Regions from separate parts of the Mus musculus genome. Here region 1 is linked to region 2. The links are chromatin contacts, called in public promoter capture Hi-C maps. All regions are on one chromosome and are shown on one strand. The core of a region is the stretch at or near the end of the contact, and the rest is flanking DNA. Distances in the headings are between cores, read along the strand shown. Region 1 has its middle 7.3 kb from the start of Gm14320. Region 2 overlaps Spata2 (spermatogenesis associated 2).

Region 1 (2,700 bases), core at 21-2,520, 190 kb before region 2:
ATGGAGTCCAGACAACACCAACTTCTTTACCAGCCAAGGATGACCTTGAACTCGTGATCTGGCCTCCACCTCTCCCTTGCTGGGATGGCAGATGAGCATTATCTGATTTTTGCAGTTGTGGGATGGAACCCAGGACTAGGGCTCTACTACCTGAGCCACATCCCTATATCACCACAAAAAAACCAGACATTAGCCGGGCGTGGTGGCGCACGCCTTTAATCCCAGCACTTGGGAGGCAGAGGCAGGCAGATTTCTGAGTTCCAGGACAGCCTGGTCTACAGAGTGAGTTCCAGGACAGCCAGGGCTATACAGAGAAACCCTGTCTCAAAAAACAAAACAAAACAAAACAAAACAAAACAAAACAAAACAAAACAAACAAAAAACCCAACACAGACATTTTGGCACAAGCCTTTAGTCCCAGTACTTGGGAGGCAGAGGCAGAAGGATCTCTGTGAGTTCAAGGACAGACTGGTCTACATGGAGAGTTCCAGGACAGCCTAGAAAAACCAAACTAATAAATTTCAAAGCCCTAGGGGGAAAAAAATAAACAGTTGGTGTTTTCAACAGGAGCTAAGGTGACTCAGCAGAGGCCCCACCCTCCCCAGACCTGGACCTTCCAGGACTGTTCCATTGATAAAAACTGGTACCCAGTCGACTTGACTCTGAGGCTAACGCATCTCTCTCTCCCTCTCTCTCCTCCCCCTCTCCCCGACTGCCAGTTTAGACAGCTGACAGCTGCCCGGGGCTCCCAGGAGACTCTATCTCCAGCTGCTATCACAGCAGAACAGTTGTTTTGTACTGTTCTAAGACCTCGCTTTGCATTTTGGGGGGGGGGGGTGTGCACCAAAGCTGTATTGCTGCATCACCAGGCGCTGGAGGATGACTTTCTCTACGAAGATATTACAGTGCTGGATGACCCGTGGACTCGAGAATGGGAGGGGCATGTTTGGGGACGCGCTCGGGAACATACTGTCCCGTTTCCTCCCCCCTCCCTTCTCCCATCTTTCCTCATTATTGTGGGGGATGGGTAAGAGTGTGGGGGATGGGTAAGAGTGTGGGGGATGGGTAAGAGTGTGGGGGATGGGTAAGAGTGTGGGGGATGGGTAAGAGTGTGGGGGGTGGGTAAGAGTGTGGGGGATGGGTAAGAGTGTGGGGGGTGGGTAAGAGTGTGGGGCCAGAGGATGAGCTTGTGAGTCTGCTCTTCCCACTGTGGGTTCAGTCAACGCAATTAGAATAGGGAGTGACTAGAACTTGGTGCCAAGGTCCAATTTCATGGAGAATTGTCAATGACATTCAGTGACAGTGAGCCCTGGGTCCCTAAGAAACAATCTACAGAGCACGAGATGGCATCGGACGGACACTCGCCAGCCCAAACACTAAGAGAGTTAAGGGCCACATGGACCGGCTGGGCATGGTGGCACAGGCCTGTTATCCCTGTACAGGGAAGGCTGAGGCAGGAGGATTGCCACAAGGTTGGGGTGGCACAAGGGAAACAGAACCTTTGAGATGGCTCAGTGGTAAAAGGGGTTTGCTGCCAAGCCTCAGAACCTATGTTTGACCCCTCGAGCCTCCCCAGGTGCAGGCCAATGTGGCGGGATGAGAGAGCCAACTCAATTCCCAAGAGCCCACCAGTTCTAGGCAACTTGTCTCAAACCTACACACAAAGAATTTTAAGAAAACCTTAAAGGAGGCGAAAAGAAAGGAAAGGCAATTATGCTGGTCACTGTGGCTCCAGCAGCCACACCCTCCTCCAGCAGCTGAGTGCCTCTGGGCTGAAAGTGTCAGTCCCCAGCTCCCTGGACAACCCATGGGTCAAAGGCTGTTGGCACTGCCTGCAGCCAAGGAAAGAGGAGGAGCAATTCCTGGAAGCTCCTGGTCTGTTTGATTTACCTGGGTCAACAAAAGGAGGAAATGAGTCTGTGAGACTTCTGGCTCAAAGGCTGCTAAGCAGATCAGTAACAGGTCCAGACCTGGGATTAGAGGCCATGTATTATAGAACTAGACCCGAGAACCTTGGACATCCGAGCTCTACCCCGGCTTCAAGGATTGTCTATGGGAATAGGAGGATGCCCAGTGCTGGGCCCACAGGCGTGTGTCTCCTGGCAGGGGTCACCTGGTCTCTGTGGTACCTGGGACCAAACCCAGCACTTAGTACAGATTAGGCAAGGCCTCTACCCCCAGTCCTGTGCTAGCAGGTCCTGTTGAGACCAGCCTCCTTCATATCCCAGGATCCTGAAGTCCACTGTGGTTGAACCTCCTAAAGTCACCTGATCACCTCTGAGCCATTCTCTGTGCCCTCAGGAACCAGAGGAGGATGTTGCTTAGCTTATACTAAGGGAAGGTCAATCCCATGCTAACTAAGGGAAGGTCAATCCCATGCTAACTAATCATAGACTTCAGAGGAGCAAGAACGGTGCTGCTTAACTTCAGGGAACCCTGATTTCCACACAGAAGGATGTCTGAGGCAGGGTTTCTATTGCTGTGAAAAACACCATGACCAAAAGCAGGCAGCAAGAAGGGCTGATTCCAGCTTACAACTCTCAGGTCACTGAGGGAAGCCAGTGATGGCAGGAACCAGGAGGCAGGAGCAGAAGCAGAAGCCATGGATGAACATTGCTTACTGGCTTGCTCTCCATGGCTTGCTCTCCATAGCTCACTGTCCATGGCTTTCTCAACTGGCTTTCTTGTACTGATAGTAGG
Region 2 (2,700 bases), core at 146-2,645:
TGTTACTTAGAGGGAAGGCTAGACTGCTGTGAAGTATGACCTCCGCCTCTGGTTTTGGTCAGGACTTAGCACTCATCTTTGGGGCCCTTTTGTGCTCCCCAGGTCAGTTTGTTTCTGTGTACCCTCACAGGCAGTGGGTGAAAGGAAGGGGACTTTCTGGTTCTGTTTGTTTGTTCTGCAGTGGACTACAGGCCATTTTGCCTTACCTCCTGAGTACTGGAACACACAGAGTACTGCCATGCCCAGCATGGGCCCCCAGTTTTGCTCACTTTCACCCACTGTTAATGCTGCCACTCATGTCCCCAAACTGGAGATGCTGAGCTGTGGCTTCCTGAGGCCAGGGTGGTTCTGTGGGCTGTGGGATTGTTGCCAGAGCCCAGATAATACTAGAGGACCCCACAGGCCATACCAAGCCCCCAAGGAGAGCCCAGGCCCCTAACCTCTTCAGTCTTAGTGGTGCTGATGACGGGAAGCCCCGCCTGAGTGAGGTGTGGAGGCTGGCTTAGAGTAGGATGCTCACCACCCACACACTGGGGCTCTGGCCAGGAAAGCAGCAGGTGCAGGTCACGCCCACTCTACCTGAAGGTGGACGGAGCCTTCTTGAGAAAGCCTGGTGTCTTGAGGGTGGATACCTTGCCAAGGCAGAAGAGGCTGTCAGTGCTTTCCTTACTTAGCCACAGTGTGCAGAGCTGTGTGTGCTGATCTGGATTCATGAGAAAAGAGCCAAAGGGTTGAGGGTGCTGCTGTGCCCTCTTGAGCCTGGTTTGTCTGCAGTGTGTGGCACTGACAGTTGCTGTCTTTCCCCGAGGTCCCCTGTGAGCTGCTGGGCTGTGTGCTTCTTCTCGCAGCTGGCTGCGGCCCCCTCTAAGGTAAAGGGGACAGTAGTGGCCTGGTCTCTCTAGTCCCTATCTAGATCCTTGAATTAAACTCTCCAGTGGTTTATGTGGACTTCCCCAGAAGCCCTGGCTCTGTGTTGTGCTGGGAGCTGGACCCAGGGTCCTTCTCACCAAGCAGTGCAGTCCCATCGTCCCCAAGGAGTAGTGGGTGTGTCCTCTGAGTAGCTGTGGGTCAGGCCCCTGCACCAGCAATCCCTCTGTGTGCCCTGATCATTAGCAGCAAACCTCCTTTCTGTTGGTGCCAAGCTCCTTCCTTCTCCAGGAAAACAGGGTGTGGTGGGCTTGGCCTGGACTCTGGAGCCTTTCTGGGCTCTGACCTTATCTCCACCTTGAGAGATCTGGGACCCTGGGTGCTTCTCTTGATGACTGGCTGATTTCAGGGGCCATGGTAACTGCTGTGCCCACTTGCTCAGGAGCAAGGGGTTAGTACTGGCACATGCTCTGTAGTGCCAGCTCAGCACCTCTCTGCCGCCACCTCTGGCATCACACCCTGGGCCTGGCAGTGCTTCAGGTTTAAGTGTGCCTTGGGGTTTTCCCAGACTCCTCCTCCTGTCACACCAAGGCCAAGTGTGCACCGGCTCGCTCCCCGAACCTTGCCTTTGGGGGCATTAGTCACTCCTGTGAGCTGGTGAGCAGCAGCGCCTGGCCCATCTGTGTTCTGTGTCAGTGAGGTGGAAGAGCACATGGGGGCCATCTGGGCTCAAGAGCCAGCTTACTCTAGGCCAGCTCTTGGCTTTGCTGTCCTTGGCATTCTGAAGCTGGGATAGGCACCAGTCAGAAGGGTAATGGTTTCTTGTTCCCCCCTTTTCAGAGCATGCGCTGGTCCATGGGCACCAGGCCAGTTCTTCATGTGATGTGCCAGCCTCCAGTTCCAGAGCCATGGGGGAGATGAGGTAGCCCTTGGGTTTGATTTGGGGAAGCCCAGTTCAATGGATACGAAGTACAAGGATGACTTATTCCGGAAGTACGTGCAGTTCCATGAGGGCAAAGTGGACACCACCCCCGGCAACCAGCAGCCTGGCAGCGATGAGTACCTGCGCGTGGCAGCTGCCACCCTGCTCAGCCTGCACAAGGTGGACCCTTTATATCGATTTCGGCTGATCCAGTTTTATGAGGTGGTGGAGAGCTCCCTCCGCTCGCTGAGCAGCTCCAGCCTGAGTGCTCTGCACTGCGCCTTCAGCATGCTGGAGACAATGGCCATCAACCTCTTCCTGTTCCCCTGGAAGAAGGAGTTCCGCAGCATCAAGGTGAGGTGGGGTGGCCGCCTCTGCCTGCTGCTCCCTCCCGCGTGCACGTGCCCCTGTTCTCAGCCCATGGGCTCCAGGCAGCTGGGAGCTGGTGTGGACCAGAGTCCCAGTTGAGGGGTGGGTAGGTGTGTGTTGGCTGGGGCTTGAGAGAAGATTCTCTGCACTTTCCCTAGCAGGGCCAGGGGCTGGAATCCTGGCATGTGCATTTGTTTGTTTATTGTCGTGCTAGGGATTAAACCTGTAGTGCACGCTCTGTCCCTGAGCTACATCCCAGCCTTGGGTGTTCCTGAAACTGTGACAGAAGGCTCAAAATGGACATCCTGGGGCTTAGTATCTCTCTCTGTAATTCCACCCCTGTGCTTCTCCTGTGGTACAGAGCCTTCACATAGTCAGAAACCATGGTCTCCTGGCCTCCCGGGCCACGTGTACTCCTTGCTCGGTGGTGTGCATTTAGTGTGCTCTTGCCTGTGGTCTCCAGGCAGGAGCTCGCCATCCCTCCCTGCGGTCGCGCTCTGCATCTGGTTTGAACAGGCTTCTCTATAGCATGCCTTTTTTTT

The links. Capture Hi-C pulls out chosen DNA fragments and counts their contacts.
Region 1: a contact with region 2 is called in a promoter capture Hi-C map of adipose tissue. The contact joins two enhancer-like sites. A contact is called at or near these places in 6 of 39 promoter capture datasets (3T3-L1-derived adipocytes, cranial neural crest, liver and 3 more), 1 of 15 datasets of contacts at CTCF or cohesin (the NIH/3T3 cell line), 2 of 484 Hi-C or Micro-C datasets (the G1E-ER4 cell line and embryonic stem cells), 10 of 115 datasets of contacts at active chromatin or transcription factors (the 230-238 cell line, the SCID.adh cell line, effector CD8 T cells and 5 more) and 2 of 9 other capture datasets (adipose tissue and liver).

What each region holds. Positions count from the first base shown.
Region 1 is chr2:167,670,556-167,673,255 of GRCm38.p6, reverse strand. No RefSeq gene overlaps it. Among named protein-coding and RNA genes, the nearest start is that of Gm14320, 7.3 kb to the right of the region's middle. Within about 2 kb of position 1,270, at least 59 of the 459 cell types and tissues checked have an H3K27ac peak or open chromatin away from gene starts, as enhancers often do. A contact at or near this core is called in adipose tissue, where this site is marked.
Region 2 is chr2:167,484,601-167,487,300 of GRCm38.p6, reverse strand. Spata2 (spermatogenesis associated 2) reads left to right here. Exons shown (of 3, transcript NM_170756.2): 2 at 1,708-2,143. The coding sequence starts at 1,826. Among named protein-coding and RNA genes, the nearest start is that of Spata2, 6.9 kb to the left of the region's middle. Within about 2 kb of position 1,395, at least 111 of the 459 cell types and tissues checked have an H3K27ac peak or open chromatin away from gene starts, as enhancers often do. A contact at or near this core is called in adipose tissue, where this site is marked.